Regions from separate parts of the Mus musculus genome. Here region 2 is linked to region 1. Evidence: chromatin contacts called from public promoter capture Hi-C data. All regions are on one chromosome and are shown on one strand. The core of a region is the stretch at or near the end of the contact, and the rest is flanking DNA. Distances in the headings are between cores, read along the strand shown.

Region 1 (6,324 bases), core at 3,502-6,001:
CTGAGCAGGCCCCACACTGGTGTGTAAATGTCCCTAAAGCCAGACCAAGGGTCTCAGAGGTTTGGTTTCAGTTGCTGACTCTGGGCCATAAGAGCCTTCTTCCCAGAGGGCTGGGCTAAAACTGGCAGTCTGATGTACTTATCCTAGAGGGCCTTGAGCGTCTCTAAGCCGTCCCTACAATCAGCCGAATGACATGGGACTAAGCAGATGAGCTCCCTACAGCATGCTTTCTTAGTTTAGGACACAGGCACAAACCTGGTGAGCTTTGTTTGGCTTTATTGCTGAAAGTATGGGCTTATTAGTCCCCAAATATCACTTCTTTAAACCACTTGAGCAGCAGCTACAAGGCTCACTGTGAGGAGGGCTTGGCTGCTGGGAGCTGAAACAGGTGGTGTGTATCAGGGCCATCTGCCTTCAGCACCTTTTGTTTCAAATTCTAGTCAGAAGCCTCTTCCTGAATCATGAGATGTCCTTGAGGCCCTGGGGAAGGGAAAGCCAGGAGGAGGGGTTCCCTGTCCTCTCTGGTTCCACTTGTCCTCAGAATCTATCTCCAAACTCCAAATAGCAGAATCTTGGGTTTCCTCTTCCCATGAGTCACTTGTCACTGGAACCTGGAGTCAGCTTTTCTACCAGAAAGTCCACGGAGGTTGCAGTAGCTCAAAGGTGGGGATACTGGTGACATTGACTGGGATAGAGATGATGGCCCATGGTAGCCCGTGCTGTTCCAGAGAACGGCGGATCATGTAGCTGGGAGGGCATGAAGAGCAGTATAGCGTTGGTCACTTTCTCAGCACCCAACACTGCCCTCTGCCCCAGTTATGCTGGGAGTTCCAGAAACTCAGAACTTTTTTGCCCTCTGACTGGGATATTCAAGATAGGGCTTGTGAGAGGGTACTGGTGATTGTTTTTGACCCCCACCAAGTCACAACACCCAGTGCAGCATGGCCAGCCAGAAGCAAAGAGCCCTCACCCATCTCGGCCGAGCAGGAAGAGGGCAGGAATGTCAGCTGTGCGTTGAGTACTATCCTGGATCATCTCCACGTAGAAACTGTCATTGTCAACTGCATTGTCCGAGATGATCACAGCCCGCCCACCATGCTCCTGTACCACCCTGGTCTTAGAGAGGAAGGAGCAGCCCCTGGAAGAGGTGGTGATGAGATCAAAAGTCAGGCAGGTGCTAGCTGCCCCTCCCTTACACCCTCTCTGGGAGGCTGAAAGGACCATAGAGAACTTGTATTGAGGTTCATCGGTACATAGCTGAAAGTAGACAAGACATTTCTTAAAGATTTGTAAAGGATGAATTATTTAAAAGTCTACATTTCAAAGTACCATAAGCTGTAGTCAGAATCTGCCCTTCCCCTGTGTCACGCCGGCCCACTCCTTACCCCCTTTCCACCAGAGCGATCTGGTCCTGGATAAAGAAGCCGTTGCTGAGTTCCCCGCAGGCCTCTGGAGGTTCAGCAGGGACGAGGTGAATCTGCTCATACCGTGTGTGCTGAAAAAACGTTTAGACGTTTGGACAAATAAGAGTGTAGGAAAACACTTTTTGGAATGGGCTAATAACATCTATTGGTGCCTCATAACGAGTGAAGGAAGGAAATGGAGTGGTTTCTCTGTGGCTGAGCACCTGAGCATTTTAATCTGATTCTCACAAAGTCCCACCTGACCACTCAACCTCACCCTGTGCCTTTCTGAGAGGGGAGCTGGTTATAACCCAGGGACAGGGGGAAGTAGGTAGAACTGACAGTAGGTAGTTGGCCCTTGGTTTTTTAATAAAGGCAGCCCCTCCCTGGTTTTTATAGTATGCAGGAGCTCCTGGGAGGCAGAGCTAGATTCTACTTCTTGCCCTGTTCCAGCATAAAAGTGGGAAGAGGGCCACCATACTAAATGATGGCAAGAAGGTGACTGAAGATCAGAGATCTGGGCATCTTTGAACTTACAAATATCCCACCAAAGTCCTTGGCAGGTGTGGCTGTGAAGATGTATCGAATATCCCCAGGACTCAGCACTTGGAAGTATAAGTAGTCATGGATGCGTAAGCCTAAAGGAAAGAGTGTAGATGAAGGCCTCTCTGAATAGGCTGATTCAGGTTTGGAGTATGGACTTCTTTTATGTCTTCAACTGGGTGGGCTATGGTCTGGGGCCAGAGACCCTGGCATCAGCTGACTGAATCCTTAGGGAGCGTGACTTTTGTTTTTAATTTTAACTTATTTTTTCAGAGTCTCGCTATGTAGCCCTGACTAGCCTTTGATAGCCCCGACCCTCACCCTTAGTGCTGGAATTAAAGGTGTGTGCCATCATACTCAGGAATCCTCTTTTTTTTTTAATGGTCTCATACTGCCCAGGCTGGCTTTGGACTAGTTTTGTTTCCTTGGTGGGCCTTGAATCCTTCCTCCTGACTGCCTCCCAAACATGATGGTTACAGGCATGCATCACCATGCCCAGCTGGAGAGCTGGTTTCTGCACTGGAAGGCAGACCGGATGCAGGAGATTTGTATTTGTTGCTGCTGCTGCCACAGCAGGTGAGCCACAAAGACCTGGAGCTCTTGGGTTGACATCCACCTCTTACCTGAAGAAGCCCTAAGAGTTTCAGAGTGGACAGGGAAGCCCCCAAGTTTCTAACCAAAACTTACAAGTTTGCTCTGGTCTCACCAACATCTTCTAGATCAGTCACTGTCATCTCTTGTCCTGACCCAACCTATCTAGCCTTGCTTCCATGTCTTCTTTTTCAGATGGGGGTTTTGCTATGTGGCCCAGACTGGTTTTCAACCTTCTAGGCTCAAGCAATCCTCCTGCCTCAGCTTCTCATCTGCCTTCATTTTTTTTGTATTTTTAATTTAAATTTTATGTATATGTGTGCTTTGGCTGCATATATGTTCATGCACCATGTGTGTGCCTGGTGCTAGCCGAGTCTGTAAGAGGGTATCAGCTCCCCAGAAATGGAGGGACAGACAGTGGTGAGCTGGGACCTATGGAAGAACAACTAGTATTCCTTTTTTTTTTTTTTTCCTCGAGACAGGGTCTCTCTGTATAGCCCTGGCTGTCCTGGAACTCACTTTGTAGACCAAGTTGGCCTCGAACTCAAAAGATCCGCCTGCCTCTGCCTCCCAAGTGCTGGGATTAAAGGCGTGCACCACCACTGCCGGGCACAACTAGTATTCCTAACTGCCAAGCTGTCTGTCCAGCTCTCTGCCTCTGTCCACCTGCCCCACTGCAAGAGCTTCAATGTCCCCTTCACCTACTAAAGTGTATGCTGCTGTTGGCTGTGGTGTAGAAAGCCCTGCCTGATTTGACTCCTATACCCACTCCACTCTTGTTTCCTCTTTCCCATGTTAAAGCTGTACTGGCTTTTCAGTGTCTTTATCTTTTTGGGTCTTCCTAAAAGTTTACCTGTCATTTCTCAGAAAGATGCTGCCTTATCCTTCCTCCACCCATTCAAAATATACTTTCTCCCAGCTAATACTTCCTCTGTAATTATGGTGGATTCATAATATTCTATGTCAGCTTCTTTCATCGCAGCAGTGATTCTAAGTATGTGGCTTTTTAAAAAAGACTTATTTATTTTATGTGAATACACGGTCTCTCTCTCTTCAGACACACCAGAAGAGGGCATCAGATCCCCATTACAAATGGTTGTGAGCCACCATGTGGTTGCTGGGACTTGAACTCAGGACCTCTGGAAGAGCAGTCAGTGCTCTTAACCACTGAACCACCTCTCCAGCCTTAAGTATGTGGCTTTATACAGAGATGAATCTCCAGTGCCTAGGACACAGTGGCTGCTCAGTAAAGGTTACTAAACAAAGAACTCTGCCCAGCTCTGCTGTCCTGAACAAGAGAATGGCCAAAAAAACCACGAGAGCTTTGCTAGGATATTTTTTCTCAGTTGGATTTGAGTCCCTGGATTCTTTAAACTTGCCAGAAAGGCAAGTAAATGTTGATGGATGGAAGCTCAGGTCTGTTAGTCAATCCAATTGCTGTGTCTATAATTGATCCTGTCTATGGTCCAAATTACAGCTCAGACAGAGCTAAGGGGGCTTGCAGCTTTTTGTCCTGAGTGTAGGTACACTTCATCAGATGGATAACCCCCCCCCCCCCCCAGGAAGCCTTCTGGATTAACACCAGGCAACCCTTTCCACAAGCACACCCCTGTCTGGCATTTGATGTGCTTATCTAATAAGCTTCGGGTATATGCATGTGTTCACTTAACGCGTAGGTGTGTACATTTATGTTCGAGTTGTGTAAGTGGGTGCCTGTGCGTGTGAGCCCATATGTGTGTTCCTGCCTATAAGAACGCTCACATCCTCCGTTCTGGATCTCTAGCTGTCACCAGGGTCGCCTTCAGTGGGAGGAAAGCTGAAAGCTCTTGTTTCGACGGGGAGGGGTGGGGTTGTCAGGTTGTGCCTACTCACTGACCCGGGAACCAGCATCCACCCGCTGCAGCCGTCTAGTCCCTGGATCTGGGCGGCCCAAACTCGCGGGGTCCCCAAGGTGACCCGTGGCCCCCAGCCCGGGAAGCGCGCACGCTGGATTCCCGCCCCGCCCGCCTGTCCGTCGCCGCTCACCGTGGGCCGCGACGCACGTGGGCAGCCAGAGCACGAGACAGCACCAGCCCGCGGCGCCACGGCTCATCTCCAGGGCCCGTCCCGCCGCCGCCGCCGCCGCCGTCCCGCCGCGATCCCTCGCCCGACTTTAGCCTGACAGCTGCCACGGCCTCCCTCAGGCCCGCTCTCCGCGCCGGTTGGAGCACAGAACGGAGGCCAGCGGCTGATTGGCCGCCACGCCTGTTCGTGTGGCCGCACTTTCCTCCTCTGCGCCCTAGGCCACTTCCTATTGGCCAGGAGAAGTGGAACCGGGCGCTGATTGGCCAAAACTCTTAATAGCAACTGCAGTTCGCGGCCCCGCCCCCGCACTCCTCCTTATAGACGCGCCTCCCGGAACCTGCGGTGGGCGGCTCGCGGGGTTGCGCGGGATCCACGGCTCTCCTCCCCAGGCAGAGACGGGCCTCGCGCGAAGGGGCAGGCGGCACGGCGCCGCCTCGGCCGATAAGGGGCGCTACAGAGCTAGAAGCCGACCCGAGCAAATTTCCTGCGCCCGAGCGGGCCGCGCACCTGTGACCCGGGACACTGTTCCCAACTTCCCAAGCTACCTGTGAAACTCACGGAGCTCCCTCGCCACGGAGCTGAGCAGGTGCAGTGAGATCACTCACCTAAGGTGCTTCTCCTAGCCGGTGTTCAGTACTGATAGCTCATTGCACGTCTACCATGGCGTCTGGGAGCGCGGGCTGAGGCGGGACCTTACCGCACCTTACAAACCAAAAGCACTGCGAGACTCGATGACCCCCGCCAAAGCTAACGCGAGTTCCTAGAGCGTCCCTGGACCTCCGACTCCTCTAGCCGGCTACCTCGGGAGCTAACCATAGAGTGGCGGAAGTGGTCCGGCCCCTTCCTCTCCCGGGCTAACGTCTCGCCAGAAGCTTCTGGGCATTTCTCCGGCGCGGAGCATTGTGGGCTTGGGTGGGCGGCCCCGAGGCGGACAACTGACGAGTTGCGGGTACCTGAAGCCGCTTCCAAGATGATGGTGAGTGTCTCTCCGCGCATCCGCTGCCATCCACGACCCTGCGGCCCTGGCCCGCCATGCGGAGTGTCTACAGTGGCTCGTTTCCGCTCCCCGGCCGGAGGCGGCCTTGATCCAAAACTGAAGCTGTTGGCGAGAGCCGAATGGGGCTCGCGATGCCGCTGGGCCTGGAAACCATGGATCTCATGGTGCTTGGGACCACAGACCTCTTGTTCAGCCTGTTCCCCGTAATGGAGGCTTGGGTTTTCGGAACCGAGTGTGTGTTGAGCTCTGTACCTCTACCATAAGGCCGGGTTACATCGCCCTGGGAGGTGCGGAAGTGAAGGCGCGAGCTTCTAGGCGCACAGAGGCAGCGTGAGGGTCTTTAGGTTGGGCCAAGTGACGCCCTGCCTGGCATTGTGGTCGTTTACGTTCCCGCATGTGGAAAGACAGAATCCTTCGTTCCTGTTGGAACCTGTTCGTTGGGGGCATTTTTAGTTCTCCCGAATGTACTTGGTGCTGGAAAAGGGCAATTGATGTACACAGTACCAAAGATGGGACGACCTGAGTACTTTAGGCAGGAGAGTCTCTTAAAGGTCTGCCTGTAATCCTCCTGCATCACCCTTTATCCCCGACAGCGTCAGATACCTCCCCTGTTCCCCTGTGATAAACCTGAGTTGTTAGTGAGCAATGTCAACTTCCAAGACAGAATCCTGTGCGTTTGGCATCAGCACACTCGTTAAGTTTTGCTTTTTAGTGTCAATCCTTTGT
Region 2 (6,875 bases), core at 3,190-5,689, 3.1 Mb after region 1:
CTTCAATTATCTTGGCACCAGCTAAGAGCTGCATGATAAGACCGGAGGTGACAATAGGAGAGATGCCCAGCTCCATTAAGGTACCTTGAGGAAGGGAGGCAAGACACAGCCACAATAAGCTTGGAAGAACAAACACTGTTAAACCCTGATCAACACTAGGGCACTAATGTACAACTGCAACAGCATTCAGTTTGCTAGCAGCAGTTAACTTACAGAACAACCCCCAAATATCAATGACCAGAGCACAGCTTAACGCAATCCATTCACCCTGCCAGGCAGCATCTCATTCTGTCCAGGCAGTCACATGTTATTCAGACTGGCGCATTTCAATTCAGCAACAGATTTACTCTAGCCTCATGGAGATAAGAGAGGCCGGTCTCCCCATCAGTTAGTAAGAAAGGATAACACTGGAGGCATTCCCAGAGTCTGGAAAGGGGCCAGTACAACCATATCTGGCTGTGAACAAACTCCCACCTTCCATTATGCTAAATCCAGTCATAGTTCTGATTTCCAACTTAATGTGCACTGTATTTTTAAATTGAGTTAATCAAATGCAGTATGGACATATATACTCAAAATCCGCCCATAGGTAGGTAAATGGTCTAGGGCTCACAATAAATAAATAAATTGGGGGTTGAAGTGGGGTGGGCAGACACTGTAACCTACAGATATGAAATGAGATTCAGCTGAGAAACAAATTACACCTTCTAAAGAATGTTATCACTTTAGGTATTCCAATTCTCCCACGTTTTAAACAATTTTCCACAATGCTGCCTTATCTTGTTGTTACAGGTTCTGTACTGCATACAGACCCACAGGGTGCATTCATCAGAGAACGCTGGGTTACTTTCCCACACCAACATCCTCTAGCTACACATCTTCACAAACTTTCTGAGCTCCATATAAAGCCAAATCCTGTCAGGGAAGTAACCAGGCTTTTCATCCCCAAACCACAGGGCAGGGCCGCATAAGCAGAGTCCTACCTCTGTTAGAGGCCAGAATCACTCGCATCCAGTAGAACGGGTCAGCTGAGTCTGAAGACATGATGCCAAACAGGGGGATCTAGAAACAGGCGGAGGGAGAGCTGCATCACGCGTGTGTCCTCAGCTCACTCACCCCTAACGCCGCCTGAGCAGAGCTTACCTGACAGCATACTAAGAAGATGAAGAGGGTGATGGCTGTCCACAGAACTTTCTCCTTAAACTGAATCTGGAAGGCAAGGAATGAAAGCAATGGCATCACACAGGCAAACAAACACAGATGAAGCCAAACAAGATCACATTCCCCATTTCTCAGAGGCTGCTCAAAAGTGTACCAAACACAGCACCGTAACATTAAGTAGCACACATCGTGTTTCTCTGTCCAAGACATGATACACAGACCTATGTGGGTCTTCACTTCAGAGAAGCCTCTCACTTCACAGATTATCTTCATGTGACAATGAGCAAAGTAACCAAGAAAGTTTAATCTGTCTCAAATCCTGCAGCACAAGTGAATCTGAGCCAAAGCTGTGCTCTTAACCATCCACAGTAACAGCTGAGACTCAAGATGGCTTCCCGTCATCCCTTCCCAGGTATAGGTCTGATGGTGAACCTTGACTGTCAACTTCATAGGATTCAGAATCACCAGGGAAGTAAACAGCTCAGGTCTGACTGTGGTGGAGTTTCTGGACTGAGTTAATGAAAGTGGGAAGACCCAGCTTAAATGTGGGAGGCAGCAAGCCACCCGCTGGGATCCAGAGCTGAATGAAAAGGAGAGTGACCTGAGCACCAGTGCTCGTGTCCCTGCTTCCTGACAGGGAGTGCAGTCTGACCAACGCGCCTCACGTCCTCGCTGTCGCAAACAGTGGGCCCAAACACAAGCCTTCCTTCCTTCCATTTCTTTTGTCAGGAAAGCTGTCACAACAATCAGAAAGGTAACAAACCGAGCAAGTTAAACAGTCAACACAAATCACTTTACTCTCTAGCCTGATCAGAAACCTCTGGGCTCCTCCTGTGCAAGAGAGCTCTGTCACTAGGTAGGGAGAGCACCTTAGGAGTGCCTGACCCAACACCACACAGGCTGAGACAGGTCTGACAGACAGCTAAAGACCTACGATGTTAAGTGAATGTAAAGCCAAAAAGAAAAAAAAAGAAAGAAAGAAAGAAAGAAAGAAAGAAAGAAAGAAAGAAAGAGAAAGAAACCAAGAAAGGAAGAAAGAAAGAAAGAAAGAGAGAGAGAGAGAGAGAGAGAGAGAGAGAAAGAAAGAAACCAAGGAAGGAAGGAAAGAAGGAAGGAAGGACAGACGGGGAAGCAGGCGGGTGGGCTCCAACAAGCACTGGCTCGTGCAAACTGTCAGGTCAGAACCTGAAGTCCTCTGGGTCTAGTCACTCCTGGAAAGACACAGAATTGGACCCCATGGGTGGTGTGAATTTGAAGTTCAGACCCTGCAGAGGCAGCTGGGGAGCTCACATTCCTCCTCTTTCTCTCAAGAACACAGCCTTTCCAACGTGCCATCTTATCACACAAGAACTCAGCACCTAACGAGGGGGAAGCAACACCATTCCACAGGAATCAGAGGCAAGCAGTGGAGTGAATGTGTACACGGACTATCTACTGTGCTGATGATGGACACCAGACACAGGGCCTCATGCCTGCCGCTAGCCACTTTCCCAGCCCAGGTAATGAAACTGTTAGAAAACAAAAAGGATACACATTTTTCAAGACTACTTTAAATGAGCAAGCCTCGTCTCCTGGTCAATTTAAAAGCAAAACATCCAAAGCTTTTCATCTAAGTCCTAAATCATCTGCCTCTGAAGCAGCTGCAAACTCACACTCATTCAGTACCATGATTTGCCCCCTTTCCTGCACGGCTCCCAAGTCACACTCCAGGCCCCTCCCCTACTGCCAAGGCCACTTATCTGCCCACCTGACTCACCGGAACCTTTACATTTACAACCTACCTACCATCCACAGGCACTATATTATATATTTCCCATCTCCCTTGTTCTGCCAGGCCAAGGTCACAGGTCTATGAAGAAAGAATGTAAAGCGTGGGACTTGGGTTTCTTGGCCCTCGAGCCAGAATCTCTGCACTGAGGTGGAACAGATAAAGTTCTGAACATCATCCTGGCAAAGGCAGCAAGGGTACTGCAAGGCATTTGCATAGAACTATGGAAAGTAAAAACTAAATTAGAAGCACAAAGTATCCATGTGAATGCCAACTACAAATGCCAGATGTGAATATATGACAGTCTGAAAAAAAAAAAAAAACCCAAAATACCAAAAAAAACAAAACAAAACAAAAAAAACCCCAAAACCAAAACCAAAAAAAACACCAAAAACCAAACCAGGAACACAAAGTAGATTTACTGTTTTCTGAGCCCATGGGCCTGGACTTTCCTTCACCGGGCACTCTCACACTAGGAACATTTATTCTTGGGCCGAAGCTGCCTGCCACAGAAATTCTGATTAAGATTCACATTAAGCATTAAGGTGCTACAGTTCTCTCCTTCCTTGTTTTAGAGCACCTGCTGTCAATGGCAGCAGACTTCACTAGTGCATGTAAACTCGATGCTGGGGCAGCATACATTCAAATAAAAACCACAAACACGTTCATATCGATTACACGACTCGATTTTTCCTTTGGAAACCAGATACCGAAGTCACCTCCCACACGAAACAAACACCCCATCATCTGCTCCTGCTGGAGGTGAAGAACGGAGGGTAACTCAATCTGGGATCCTAACTGAGGTCTTAATCAATCACTGCTCAGACCCACTTTCGGACTAGGCAAACCTGAGGCTTTGTTAACCACTATCCACTAAAGATGCTCCTAACGAGACAAGGTGTTGGGAGAATTCCCACACAACCGGGTCACCTTTCAACGGCTCCCGTGAGTATCCCAGCACACACAGCTACACTCCAGAGGGGCAGTTTTCACTCGGTGTGCTGAGGCCATTTTTAATTGTACTGTAAACTCCCAGCGCCCAATTTTGCAAGTCTTCTTTGACCACCATCTGGGGACTTACCTTTCTCTCTGGCTTCTGAATTTCCGGCAAGATGACACAGAATGGCTTGATGACTTCCAGAAATTTGACTTTGATGGAAGAAACAGAAAGAGAAGGAGTTAGGTACGGAGTAACTTGAGGGCACCTGAGGGAGCCCGGCACGATGAGAGCCGGGCGTGGGCGTGCGGGGACCCAGAAGGCTCGGTCTAGGGGCGCGGGAACGAGTCCCCCAGGCAGGCCGCGTTCCGCCAGGATCGGGAAGCACGGCGGGCGAGCGCCCAAACGGGGAAAGGCGACGCATCCTGGCTGCGCCGGGGTGGCCCCCAGGAAACTCACTCGCCATGGCGGCGGCTGATCCGACTACACGCCCGGCCCCGACTGCGCTCCACTTCGAGTGAGGAGGCGCTGCTAGCTCCGGAGCGCGCTTCCTCGACCGAGAGACACGTCAGTGATAGCCCGGCGGCGAGCGGCGCGGCGAGGCGGGGCCGGGGATGGGCCACCGGCCGCTTCCGCTTCCTGCCACGCGCGCCCGCCGCGCCGCCTGCGCCAAGACCACAACTCCCGGCATGCAGCAGGAGCAGAGAGGCTGTCGGGAAGACGACTGTCGGGCCACACCGGAACTGGGCGTGTGCAGCTGCGCAGACTCTCCCGGAAGTGAGGGCCAAATCAGCCCTTGTTACTAGTGGACGCTTCGTGGTGGTGTTGGCCCTACGAAGCAGGCGATTCGGCTTTCCGTGTCGGTGGCCCTCAGTACCAGTGATAGCATGTCGCGACCCAGTAGGCCTCAGCTGCTGCTCGTCACGCACGACAGAGCAGCAGTGTGCTGAATCCTACCCTGCATGGCTTACCCTACCCTACAATACCCTCCTGGGTGCTGTAGGCTGCCTCCAAGGATGTCTGAGCTCATGCATTTGAGGACGTTCGGCAAAGGCCGGGTCTGGCGGCTCTGGGTGGGCTTTGGCGCAGCGCATTCCAAGAAGGCCTTTGGAACTGGAGAGTTAGGAGAGATGAAGAAACCGAGCCAAGCCTTGCAGCCCCATATCTTCAGGGAAAAGAATACATCTGGGCTGGAGGAAAGGGTGTGCGAAGGGGACTGGGCAAGGTGGGGCAACATGAAACTTACTCTTTAGTGGGATCTCTGATCTCAGTGCTGTGTGCTGTCTGAAATCGACTTCTTGCTGTGCACCCTGAGTGCTGAGTTTCATGCAGCCAAGTCCTGACTTCAACGGAGAGGTTTGCTGTGGCCACGTCCTTAGAAACATTCTAGACAGCCAGCCCCATGTCATTGATAGGACATTTATATTTAATTTGGCATTAAGTTGCATGTGCGTACACAAATATAGATGGGTTTAGGGGAAAGCACTAAGTCAATATACTTAGCACAATGTGAGGTTTTTGTTTTCGATTCTTTAAGCTAGGTCTCTAGGTAGCCCTCGATACCACTATGTAGACTAGGCTGGCTTCAGATTCACAGAGATCCCACCTGACTGCTCTGAGTGCTGGGACTAGCCGTGCATGTGCCACCACAGCAGGCCACAATGTGAGGTTTTTGAAACAGAGGTGCAGTGTTTTTGCATGTACACATTTTAAAGATTTAATTATTAAATATTAGAGACAGATGCCTAAAGAGACAATAAAATCTAAATGAAGTTTTGATTAAGTATTTCTTTGAGATTTATTTTTATTGTTTCTGTGCTCACGTAAGTATGATAACAGGTGCCCTTTGAAGGTAGAAGAGGGAGCCACCTGTCATGGGTATTGAGAACTGAACTCAGGTCCTCTGGAAGAAAAGCAAGCGATCTTAACCGCTGAGCCATCTCTCTGAACCCCTGACAATGGTATTTTAAAATGCAATAAACATGAATTGTCTTAGTCTTCAGGACAATGAAGAAGTTAAAATAGTAATGGATTCCAGACCTCCACTTGGTTTGATACTCACAAAATCTGTATTTTACAAAACGAAGTTCTGGAATAAAAATTGGAGCATCTTATGTTGGCATAGGCTATAAAAAGTTGAGTACAAAAGTTTTGTTGAAAAGTGAAAGTAGGTGGCCAGAGAGGTGGCTCAGCAGTTAGGACGACCCAGGTTCAAGTCCCAGCACACACACTCAGCACAGCTCACAGCCGTCTGTAATTTCTTCTTTTCTTTTTTAAAGGTTTATTTACTTAATATATATAATGAGTATGGGCATCAGATCTCATTATGGATGGTTGTGAGCCACCATGTGGTTGTTGGACCTTTGGAAGAGCAGTCAGCGCTCTTACCTGCTGAGCCATCTCTCCAGGCCCCACACCTCCATCCCCCCAATCCCCATCGGTAACTTCAGTTCCAGGTGATCTGACACCTCACACAGTTATACACAGAGGCAGAACACCAATGCACATAAGATTTAAAAAGAAGAAAAGTGAGAGTAGAGCTGAGACTAACTCGCGTGTCGGCAAACTCCTTGTCTGATGTGTGAGGTCCCAGGCTCAGTGCTCCCAAACATAACACCTACCACAAAGATTACATTGCTACACGTTTGTATGTCTCTTCAACATACTATTAAAGCTTGTGGGTCGAGTGACGTTTTAATCATCAATGAGGAGAAAATCTAAGAACATAAGTTTCATACATCAAATATTTCACGAACAAAGACTCCCTAAGTCTGACCTGGTGACTTAGGCCTGTAGTCCCAGGGTGAGGGAAGAGGGTCAGTAGTTGAAGGACAGCCTGGGCTATAAGACACTGTCTCCAAACAAAACCTGTAAACAAGAAAGAGTTCCCAATATGTTACTATGGGAAGGAAAAGACAGGCCAGGGCCAGTGAGCTGTCCCCAGGCAGACCTGAAGTGTCCCCATACAGCCTGATGTCTGAATTCAATCCTGGAACCCACACAAGGGGA

What was found. Promoter capture Hi-C pulls out the DNA fragments that hold promoters and counts their contacts.
Region 2: a promoter capture Hi-C map of pre-B cells shows a contact between it and region 1. The contact joins the promoter of Sec61a1 here to the promoter of Pradc1 in region 1. A contact is called at or near these places in 2 of 39 promoter capture datasets (liver and pre-B cells) and 2 of 484 Hi-C or Micro-C datasets (CD4 T cells and CD8 T cells).

Annotation. Positions count from the first base shown.
Region 1 is chr6:85,446,551-85,452,874 of GRCm38.p6, forward strand. Pradc1 (protease-associated domain containing 1) reads right to left here and starts at 4,752. Exons shown (of 5, transcript NM_001163427.1): 1 at 4,563-4,752; 2 at 1,941-2,041; 3 at 1,386-1,495; 4 at 971-1,138; 5 at 235-747. The coding sequence starts at 4,629. The coding sequence ends at 627. It overlaps Cct7 (chaperonin containing Tcp1, subunit 7 (eta)), which reads left to right and starts at 4,955. Exons shown (of 12, transcript NM_007638.4): 1 at 4,955-5,577. The coding sequence starts at 5,572.
Region 2 is chr6:88,514,361-88,521,235 of GRCm38.p6, forward strand. Sec61a1 (Sec61 alpha 1 subunit (S. cerevisiae)) reads right to left here and starts at 4,440. Exons shown (of 12, transcript NM_016906.4): 1 at 4,326-4,440; 2 at 4,011-4,078; 3 at 1,144-1,209; 4 at 984-1,062; 5 at 1-84. The coding sequence starts at 4,332.